3 separate regions of the Zea mays genome follow, and regions 1 and 2 are each linked to region 3. The links are chromatin contacts, called in public Hi-C maps. All regions are on one chromosome and are shown on one strand. The core of a region is the stretch at or near the end of the contact, and the rest is flanking DNA. Distances in the headings are between cores, read along the strand shown.

The links. Hi-C and Micro-C count contacts between places; a contact is called where the count stands out from the background.
Region 1: a contact with region 3 is called in a Hi-C map of leaf, with 9 times the contacts expected there. The contact joins the promoter of LOC100191165 here to the promoter of LOC100282964 in region 3. A contact is called at or near these places in 3 of 25 Hi-C or Micro-C datasets (ear and leaf).
Region 2: a contact with region 3 is called in a Hi-C map of leaf, with 5 times the contacts expected there. The contact joins the promoter of LOC100383452 here to the promoter of LOC100282964 in region 3. A contact is called at or near these places in 6 of 25 Hi-C or Micro-C datasets (bundle sheath, ear, leaf and 1 more).

Annotation. Positions count from the first base shown.
Region 1 is chr3:138,023,781-138,027,604 of Zm-B73-REFERENCE-NAM-5.0, reverse strand. It overlaps LOC100191165 (2-dehydro-3-deoxyphosphooctonate aldolase), which reads right to left and starts at 1,895. Exons shown (of 14, transcript NM_001136600.1): 1 at 1,785-1,895; 2 at 1,611-1,667; 3 at 1,181-1,278; 4 at 994-1,090; 5 at 486-551. The coding sequence starts at 1,649.
Region 2 is chr3:137,949,857-137,953,602 of Zm-B73-REFERENCE-NAM-5.0, reverse strand. It overlaps LOC100383452, which reads right to left and starts at 1,600. Exons shown (of 17, transcript NM_001357145.1): 1 at 1,300-1,600; 2 at 1,098-1,221; 3 at 895-966; 4 at 684-758; 5 at 509-580; 6 at 1-148. The coding sequence starts at 1,399.
Region 3 is chr3:137,810,617-137,814,439 of Zm-B73-REFERENCE-NAM-5.0, reverse strand. LOC100282964 (serine carboxypeptidase 1) reads left to right here and starts at 1,908. Exons shown (of 13, transcript NM_001155869.2): 1 at 1,908-2,597. The coding sequence starts at 2,282.

The sequences.
Region 1 (3,824 bases), core at 646-3,145, 210 kb before region 3:
TTAGGAATCATCTATCCCTTCATAGCAAACAATATGCAGTAGGAGATTTTGATTTGATAAAGGGCAACACAAGCAATGGGCAGTTAGCAATAAGGTGGGTTGTTAGATTGTGGGTAATCGTGTTATTGAGTTCCACATATGCTCAAAAAAGTAACAGCTTGCCCCTCAAATATAAGGACAAAATTATGAAAAGCAGGTCTGTGTATGAATATGAATCAAGGATTTGAAATGAAACCAAATCATTCAATACTGCAACTTGTGTAGAGATGCATTGTTTAAAAGGAAAAGGAAAGTGTATGGGGTCAAAAGTTTCTTTCTGATGATTATATATGCCTACACAAACATAACATGTACCTAGTATGAAACAGATAATTACTTAAGAACAGGAAACATGTCTTACAGTACAAAAGTACAACAGAAACATGATCTGGTGCAGAATCAAGCAAAATTGGGTGTTAACACAGTAGAATCTGTGAATGGATTACCTGGTGGCTTTCGTGCACATCAGTGACTATCGGAAGGTCATATGTTGCTTTCACCTTTTGAAGGATCTAACCAAAATAGGAAAGTGTAAAACAATATCATATAAACACACTATTGCACGTGAAAAGCTTTGTGCCAACAAATAGGTAACATACAGTCATACAGAGACAAAGGCATAACACCTGATGGAACAGAAGTTAGTAAAGTGACATTGGTACTTGATCAAATCCCAAGTTATGGCTAACTGTTAATGTTTCTCCTAGAATCTCAGCCTAGACCAAAATAAGAATATCCCACTCTATTTGAACAGGTGATTTTAGTTGTCCAGCCCCTTCCCAGAAATCCAGATAATCACTGATGCTAAAAATATGTCCAATTTAATTATCATATGATATTGCAGAGAACTAAACTAGTGTCACATATGGCTTGACATGAATTTGCACATTGTACTGAAGACCAACGTAATCAAAACTAGGAAATGCCTAGTGTGAAGAATAAAACATGCCTCACCTTAAGACCTTCTTCAAGACCAGGACCACGGAATGATTTTGATGATGTACGGTTTGCTTTATCAAAGCTGGACTTGAACACGAGCGGAATTCCAAGCCTATCATGGAGAGGGAAAGGCAACAGTGTAGGTTTAATTTAGCCCCGGTTTTGTTAGAAAAAAAAAGACTGATCCCCACTTCGTGCTCACTTGGTCGTAATTGCTTTGATGTGTTTGGCCATCTTCAGGACGTGCTCCTCCGATTCAATCACGTTGGGACCAGCCAACAAGAAGAACGGTTTGGCTGCCTGTTGCAAGAATCAGATTGATAAAAAAACACACAGTACATAATACATGATCACAAAAGTTGTCGTTTATATCATTCATGTGAGGGCAAACGAAGAAACTACCACAGACTCGATACATCACGGTCGACATTCCTTTTAACCCAAAAAATACATTGCTTGGAATTCCACTGTACATTCTCAGATCCACTCGAACAAGCTAATAAGATTTGCTACCATATCACATCAGAAACAAAAGGGCAAGAATTTAAACACCGAACAGCTCGCAGGACGATCGATGAAATGCCGCATCCAAGATGATGGTGAGAATTACAAAAGCAACTCTCAGTGCGCACCTTGAGGGTGTCGAACAGCGCCACGGGTGGAGCCTCCATTGTCACGCTTATTCCACCCTGCGGCGGCACAACAAAAACATCAAGGCCCGTCCGGCCGTCCCTGTCCTAGAACCCCCCAAGATCACGAGAAAGAAATGCAGCGGAAGCACGGGAGGGCGGATGAAGCGCACGAACCTGAGAGAAGACAGATCGAGGGATGGAGATGCAGATGCAGATGCCACCGGAGCGGAGCGGAGCGGCACAGCAATCAGCAGGTGAAGGAGACAGGTCAAGGGAGAGTGGAAGAGACTGAGCTGAGGCTGAGGATGACAGCGACCGGAGGACCGGTTGGCTAATTTAAGCCGAGCTCTAACGAGTTGAATGGACACAGGCCGAAAATGCTGTGGGCCGGACGGTCGCAGGCTCAGCCCAATCACATCCACCCAGACACAGTTCGAAACCGAAAGTTTTTGCCCTCAAAACTGGTACCGAAACCGAAACAACTAAGGACTAGTTTGGAAACTTAAATCCCGGAATTGATTGGGATTAAAAAAAATAGTTTATTTCCATTTTAATCCCCTCCAATTCGAAGGAGGTTTGAGGTTCCCAAAGTAATCCTAATGGTCTGTTTGGGGTGAAATATTTTTACAGTTTTTATGTAATACCATGGTTTTAGATAATACAGTAGTATTTTATTATTTTATGCTATGAGGTGTTTGTTTGCTGCCAACTGCTAAGCTTATACAACAAGCTGCCAAGCGCACAGGCACGATGGATCAAGTTGTTGCATCGTCATACAAGCTGCTAACCATACTTGCCAACACGCACCACACATAAACGATGCAGTAGTATACTACACACCGACCGTGGACAAAAACGAGGTTGGCCAGTGGCAATGGGCGTGGTTGGCCGGTGTCGGTCTGCCGATGAACGAGGATGACTGGATCTAGACGAGGGCGTGGTGCGTCGCAGGTGAACGAGGATAAGGACGAGGCCCACGGGTGGACGAGGTAGGCTGGCGACTGGTGGACGAACTAGGTGTACCACAGTGGCCTGGCGCTTAGGCAGTGACCGTCCAGAATTTAGAAGGTGTGTATTCGAAAATTTTATAGGATAATGATTTTTAAAGACTAAAGTTTTTCTATTGGCATAGATAGGAGTAATTATTTGTATATATAACATAGAATTAAGCATAAACAATATAGGCATAACTGATTTAATAACTAGTCATCATAATTTAAAATTCTAGGCTAACTAAACACAAACTACATATTTGCATACAACTATTTCAAAACTGAAGTCTGAAGGTTGTGCGGCTGTCGGGCTATGGCCCTGGGGACGCCGGACTGGCCGACTGGGGCCTAGGTGCCGAGCCGCCGATGGCCGACAGGCGAGGCGACAGCGGCTGAGGCCTGACCAGCTGACCGCTAGTTGAGGGCTGAGGCGCCGTGTCACCTTCGTTGTGTGCCTGTGTCGCGTCGTCGCGGCGTCGCGCTGCAGGACTAGCCGCAGTGGCTGCCGTAGGCCCGTAGTGGTAGGCAGGCGGCGGCGGCTGATGCTGCCTGCTATCAGCGTGGGGTTTGGGAATTAGGAATTTAGGACTAGGCCACTTGAGAGATGAAAATATGTGCTAATTGAGAATGGGCCACGCTAAACCTATTGTGCTAGCTTGGGTGGAGGCTGGAAAAGTAACGTTTTCAGCCCAAATGAGCACAAATCTTGATTCGTTTTCTATTTACTGTGTACACATACATGTATATTAGTATCTATTGATTTTTTTTGCCAAAAATAATGGGTATTCATATGAATACCATTGAATCTAGTGGGGCCCGCCCCTGCGCTTAGGCGCAATGAGGGTGCAGAGATTAGGGTTTGACTGTGTTGTGTGCCTCTCTCTCTCTCTCTCTGAGGGCATGTTTGGAAGTGTAGTATTTTCTCCCTTTTTTGAAAATATTGTAGGTATGATATTTTTCCAATATAGTGTTTGTTAGACTTTTCAAAAACTCTATTTTCAAAATTAGAGTTTTGGCTATGGTGTAGTACTTTCACAGTTTTGAAAATTTATCTCCATATCAAAGTTTTCAATATTGTGGTAAAAAAATTGTGAGTATGTCTTGCCATTTCAAAACTATAGCATTCCACAACTATACTTTTCAAATACTTTACTTCCAAACAGGGTCTCGATCTCTCACTTCTCTTGTGTGGCATACTGGCGTGGACGCTTGTGGACTGTGC
Region 2 (3,746 bases), core at 351-2,850, 140 kb before region 3:
TGTCAGGTTATCCAGCCCGGGATTCGTGCCGTCGAACACCGGGAGTCCTCCGGAGAGCTTATTGTCAGCCAGATCAAACCAGTATAGATTCGAGAGCCTTCCGAGTGATGCCGGAATGGAACCGCTGAACTTGTTTGAGTTCAAAGATCTGCAGCGATGGAATACAATGACCAAATCTTTCTTTTCTTTTCTTTTTTTTACCCTATTGTAGTGGCAGTCAAAAAGCTAAAGATCACATTGTGCTGCCTGGACCTAAGCGCATAAACTTGTTTGATTTTCAAGCATATACAGAACGTAAGACCTCAATTTTACTTCCTTTCTGTTCTGACCAAAGAGGACAAACTAAAGTTGATTTCCCAAGTGACAGTTGGATAGATATAGATAGGTAAAAGCTTTTTGTTCAACAGAAGATACAATCCCAAAAAATGATTATATCCTTGTTTGTTTATGGTTGCTAATAGATCAAAGGCATAGACACAAAGGTTTCAGGTTGGTTTGGTCTCCTTACAAAAATCTAAGCTTGGTGAGCTGTCCGAGTTCTTTCGGTATTTCTCCAGAAAAGCTGCAACCGACAAGAATCCTGCGGAGGAGTCGGAGAGCAAATAAGTCAAGGAACAATCCAGGCAGTGAAAATATTGAAATCAGTGGACGATTGGAACTCCTTAAAAAGTTTGGTTGCGCACAGGTTTTCGAGGTTACTCAGGCTTCCGATGGACGCAGGAAGAGGACCGCCCAAGTCCTTGTTGTAGGAGAAATCCCTGCCAAAAAACAAAAACAGGAAGCAATCACCTCACATGCTTGAAACAAATGCTAAAAATTCCAATTCATGTGCTTGTATGGAGACTCAAATCAAATCAAATCAAATCAGACTGTAAAAGTCGGAATGTTTCATACAAGGTCTGCAATTCGGACAGGGACTGGATGTCGCCTGAAAGGGATCCTGACAATCCTAAACTCGAGAGTCTTCTGCAGGAACAGCCACCACGAAACAACAACAACAACAGCAGCAGAATGAGTGATGAATTGCTCATCTATAAAATGGATGACTAGAAGGAAACGACCGTATGTGATAATATCTTCTAGCTGCTGATACTAACATAGCCGTGACCCGGCTTGTGGTGCAGCTTATCCCGTTCCATTTATCTCCACATGGGTCAGTGCCCACCCTCCAGTTTGATGGCTTCTTGTTCCAGGAATCTTGAATCCCATTCAGCCCAGAAGCTGCACAGAAGAGCAACAGAATGAGCAAGTGAGCACAGAAATAACAAGGACACAAGGGACGGAAAAACTGGAACATACCGTCTTGTGCATTCGTGTCAGCCAAGATGACGAGAGCCTGCGCAAGGAAACCCAAGGAGAACACAAGCCATGGAGAAAGCTCCATTTTTGGAGAGTTCATGGAGATGTTGCCGAATTCTTCTTAGCTGCTCATCATCTTCTTCTTCCTCCTTCGAAGGCAAGAAGCTTTGGCAGAAGTGCAGTAGGTCATATTAGTTGGCAGGCATGTAAGGTAGGAAATGAGCCTTGAATTGTATATTCATTGAACTGGTCAAGATATCCATCCATATAGTTCATCATCTCCTACATGTATGAATTCAATGAACATGTCGTCCCAGCTCATCCAATAAGTAGCAAGCGTACGAAGTCTTTGAATCAGATTTGAGAAAAAAAAAAGAAAATAGGGGACGACCAGATGGAGTCAACAGCATGCAACTTGCAACAAGAAAATGACAGGATTTGCAATAATTTTAGCTCTTAATTTAATGGTTGGGTGCTGGGTCGCAATTATTCAATGCGACAAGTTTCTAAATAGCTCTCAATTTGCGCAATTTTAGCTCTTACTTTTGTTTCTGGTAGGGGAAAGGGTGCAAACGCATGTGCACTCACTCAGTCTTCGGCCCAGACAAAAGAGCAAAAGAATTGCAGGCACATGCAGTTATGTTCAGCGTATAGACTGGTGGAATATTTTGGATGTTGTAGGTATTCCACGCTATGTTTTGTTTTGTTTTGTTTTTCTCTTATATGGTGAATAGTATTTCAGTTGTATAATAATCTGAATAAGCCTTAGTGGAAAATTTAAGAGGTTATAATAATCTGAATAATGGGTTAGACGAGTCTTAGTGGAAGATTTATATGGTTTCTGAATACCATATAAATGCGGGAGTGAACAAGCCTGTGGAGGACGAAACTGTGATTTGTAGGTTATGCCACAAGGAAGGTTATAAGTCTTTCCAATGCAAGGCGATGACCGGGGATAAGCAAAAGCAAAAGCTCAAGCAAAAGCCATCAAGCAAAATCTCCAACACCTACATCAACAAGGTGAACAAAAAGGCTGCTACACCATATTTGATCAAGAATAAAAAAATAGAAAAGTGATAGCAATCAAGGCCAACAAGCAAGCCAACAAAAGAAAGGGGGCCAAACGCATCTGGGTGCCAAAGGAAATAATTTCAACCATGAAAAGCACCATGAAGGTTTGGATCCCGAAAGGGAAGTGAGTAGTCCGAAAAATAACGGGAAATTTGGAGACTTGGCAAAGATGGGATGTATATCATGGGACACATCATATTGGATCAAGTTTATTGCCAAGTGGGTTAGCAAATATTTTGGACCCAAACTTCCCCACCCATAACTAAGGTAACTATATTTATTGTTTTCCTTATTTTTAGATTTACATCTCATTTTCTTATATCTAGCTTACCATTTCATGCCTAGTATTTCATTTTGTACTTTAGATTAACAATGCATGCATACTAGGTAAATCACATGGTAGGATTGCTCGTTCTCATTTCATATTTTTGAGCAAACCTGCATGGTTTAAAATTGTTTAATTAAGCATGGCACATAGCTTATTTAACATCCCTAAGTAAATGACACTAATGCTTCAAAATCTTATATCCTACAATTAGTATCATTTAACTTATATGTGCCAAAGCTCGGGTTATGGATAATCTATCCCTCTTGATATCAAATCAAAGTGCATGTCTCCTACAAGTATTCAAAACTTGTATGCACACTTTCAGGAGAAGGTTAATCTATAATCTAAGACTTTGAGACTAATACCGTTTTCGAGTCTATTTCATGTAGTAGTCTCATTGTAAGGAAAATAAAGTCCCCGGAGAAAGACAACAAACTTCCACTCCAAAATCTCAAAGAACTTTCATGTCTCATAAGTCTGCCATTGGTCTTCAATTGGTTCGCCATTGACTTTCAATTGGTATCTTTGAGACTACATTCAGTATAATTTACATGTCTTCTCCAATATTTGATTAGACTATATTTCATATCTTATACTTCCCATGTTGCTAAAATGCATATATTGTTGACTCATATTTTATTACCTATGCATAAGGGAAGTTAGTCTATTCAAATCATGTCTTGCACCTCGATTTCTCACATGCTTTTTCCTAAGTAGAAGTTCTCTGTCAGGGGGAGTATTTCTTTGTCTCTAAAGGGGGAGAAAATTCTTTCTAAAGGAGAACACTCATTTAGGGGGAGTAACAATTTAGTACTTAAACTGGTATTAATTGACAATTCGTTATGAGGGCAAGTCTTATTTGCTTCCTATATGTCTTTAATGTCATTCTTTTCGGTGGTTGATGTCAAAGGGGGAGATGTTTAGGGACCAAAGCAATGAAATTTGTACCAAACACCAAACATCACCAATTTAAAATTTTAATTCTTCAAATGGTTTTGGTTCTTTGGTCTAAAAAAGGAAGTAAGTGAACTATGGAGTTAGGGGAGAC
Region 3 (3,823 bases), core at 659-3,158:
ATCTCCCAATAATGAGAACCCAAACACTGTGCATTGTAGGTGTTGGTTTGCACCAACAAACATTCCTAGAGGTTTTCCATACAAATTAGTCTTATGAGTTGTATCAAAGGTAACTGCATCCCCAAAATCAACATACTCTCCTTGCTGACTAGCATGAGACCAAAAAATACTCAATATTTTTCCTTCGCTGTCTAACTAGAAATCAGAGAAAAATTGTGGATTATCCCTTTTGCATAATGAAAAAAAGCCAAAAGCTTAGACACATCATTGGCATTCTTTTCTCGTTGCTTTGCCTGTTTCCTGTATATTTCAACAAAAAATTATAATTATTACTCATTAACTTGAAATGGATTTTAAAATTTATATAATAGATACATAAAGAAAATGATTCTTACAAATTAGCAATGTCCTTTGCTGTAATTGGTACGTTTTCTGGACCACCATGCATCTCAGACACGAAGTCCATGATACAGTGTTGCGGGATTCTGCTTTGCTGCATTGAACTGAGAAACTCCATGTACTCAGGATCATGAGTTTTGTTGCATTGTAGGTGTTTCTTTACAGTATCCTTCTTAATGAATTCATGATTATGTTCTAAGTGCACCAGATCGATTCTTACGGCTACAATATTTTCTTTTGAGTCATCATAGATTTTTTTAGTTTCAAACCAGCCTTGCATTGTGTTCTCCTCGATGATGTATTACGGATTCTAGGATTACTAGCTAACTTTCTGTATTTCTACCCTCCATTGAACAATTTAACCACTTACAGTTCTTTCTCTCCCTATACTTTTTAAGTGGAAAACCAACCTCATATGCGTAACGACTGTAAAAATTGTATGCCTCATCGACATTTCCAAATGTCATACCGATCCTAGGCACCATGGTTGGATCAATACTTTCAGGCTGTGAATTAACATAATCATAAATACAATTAATTTTATATTAGTTACAGTCTTAATTTTATAAATTGTATAATTGACATAACCAAAGATAAATAACTTACATGACTTCGGAGGATATTAGGTGTATCTTGTTCATGATCACTAATGGTCCTCATAGGCACCATTTGATTTGCTGCTACCATTGTTTCAATTATTGTTGTATTGCCATCATTGACCCCTGGCGCTCGTAATTCTGCAGGTGGTGTTACTATATTTATCCGTGGACTCGCACCACAGTTTGGAGATATAATTCTTGATGTGGGCGCTGCTGGTAGACCACTGCATGTGTCTGCAAGCCGGCCATCATATTTGTCTAATTATTTTATGAACTGAAGTAATAATTCAATTGCAAATTTACCTGGTGCAGCTATGTGCAATGACGCAGAATTATCATCGCCTGCTTCTTCTTCTCTGCCGTCAGCCATTGTAAACAATGCAATACAATCAGCCGCCACGTTCCTTTTTATATGCCCTGAGCTAACCAATCCCGTGTACAATGTTTACGCTATTTTGTTCGGTCAATTACGATCTATAAAGTTTGTTCCTGCATGCCAGGAGATATTGTCGGACTGGTGATAACAACTCGAGAGAATTTATCGCGGTTTGTTGAAACAGATTTATATTTACTGAAGTATATCTAACCAGTTACGCCATTGTATGTACATATTTATGCCTCGCGTTTCTGCTTACGTGCATGCTAGGCGATATTTTCGGGAGGCTTCAGTTATCGTTCGAGATTTTATCGCGTATACCATTTTACGCTAAAATACACACGGGTTTACGATCTGTTGGCTTATGATTTACGTTGTGGTTCGATCAGACCATAAACCGCCGAACAAACCTGCGGTCTGACCGATTGCGTCTAATTGGCTGGGGCTTCCCGATACTAATGGAAGCCCTGGGCTTCCATTAGTTCGTCCATATATATAGAGAGAGAGAGAAAGAGATTAATTAACTAAGTTCTGTTTTCGCTAAGTCCGTCAACTAGTCAACATATCCATGCGTTGTTCGGCGGCCGACTCCACTGGGCACTGGGTAGGCTGTGGCGCTGTGCGACGGTGAGAATTCCAACAGGACTGCCGCGCGCGCGCGCACCGGCTTTATCGTCGACGTCACCATCCAATCCCCTCACTAATAGTAACGGCGCATGCAGGCGGGCGGCAGCTCACCGTGTGTGTATTTAAACGCCTCCGGCCGTATCAATCATCCCGACTGGTCACTGTGCCATTGCCGCCGTCCGTCCTAGGCTCCTAGCTAGCTAGCTAGCAAGCTCCGCCGACGACGGTACGTCAATCGAGCTAGCCCTGCCCATCCACTACACTACCGCAGCGGCAAGCAATGGCGTGCGGCTCTGCTACCGCCGCTCGACCAGCAGCCCGCCTCTGGCTGCTGGCGGCGGTGGTGGTGGCGACCTCCTTCCTCGCCGTCGCGGCGCCGCCGGGCGCGCTGGTGACGAGCGTCCCGGGGTTCGGCAACAAGCAGCAGCTGCCGTCGAAGCACTACGCCGGGTACGTGACGGTGGACGAGCGGCACGGCAGGCGGCTGTTCTACTACCTGGTGGAGTCGGAGCGCGACCCGGCCCGGGACCCCGTCGTGCTCTGGCTCAACGGCGGGCCCGGCTGCTCCAGCTTCGACGGCTTCGTCTACGAGCACGGTACGGTGCGTGCGTATTACGGCGTCCGTACGTCGCGTCGAAGTCGACGTCGACGTCGACGACCCCTAGCTAGCTCCCTACCTTTCTTTTCTCATCTTGGTCGTCGTGTGTGCGTGTCGTCAGGTCACCATCGGGTTCCCTTTTTCTTATCTTTTGCCCGGAATAACCCCCGTCGTTGCTTGTTTGTGGACGGACGGAAACGGAATGGATGACCGAGCTCTAGCTAGCTTAGAGAGGAACGGAAGAATATATCTATAGCGGTGTGGGTGGGGCCGGCCGATCATCGAGAGCTGGTCTGGTTGCTGCGCTGTTGCTTTCTACCACTACGCACCGGCGGCCGGACGCCGGACGTAGAACAATTGAGGATTTTGGGGGATACGCGGGGCCCACCCCAAATTCTAGCTAGTGCGGGAGGTTGTTATAGTGCACAGTGACGCACTAGGGGTTGCTATATATATACACATGTAGTATGATATGGTTACTCTCTACTAATAAGGATGGTCGAGTTAAGGACCAAACTAGCTATATACATATAGTACTCTACTCCGTTTTTAGCATGACACGACGAGCTACTAGTTAGCGTGGGGTTATATGTATATGGACATAGATATTCAATTCTAGACGCCAGAACAAGTAGTGACGAACAAAGATGCCCATGGGGGAAAAAGGCATATTGCAATAGCTACGGGTGAGCCTAAAATATGCTCACTAATTAATCACTTTGCAAACAGCTTCTTCTTTGGGCTTCAATGAACTCCAACGCTATTCAAATGGAATTAATGGTCGATGGAAAGTTACATAATATCTGATATTTTTTCTCTGTCAATAAAGTGAACCCTTGGTCGAGTAGAGATTGTTGGCGGCCACACTCGTTGCCCATCTGGCCGGTGCTCTACGTTGCACGATGATTCTCCTGATCGGATCAACTCCTGATTATTGTCTGGCGGCTTCAACTTTTGTCGTCCCAGCAGCAGACTGATACGCATTGGTGGTTCTCCGCTGCTGCACATACATGCTCCCAATTACGTTAACTGGCCAGACGAATAATAATGCCTGATTATCCTCACACCATCTCAGATTGTCCTCTCTGTTTCTGTTGTCTTTGCTTTTTTTTTTAGCACACATGGATGCTAAAAAAAATATCTCGTCTTTATACCTTTTTTTCTCGAAATGTTAATATCTACGGACTATATTGAGAAAAGCAATGGAGCAGGTGTGAAGTAAAC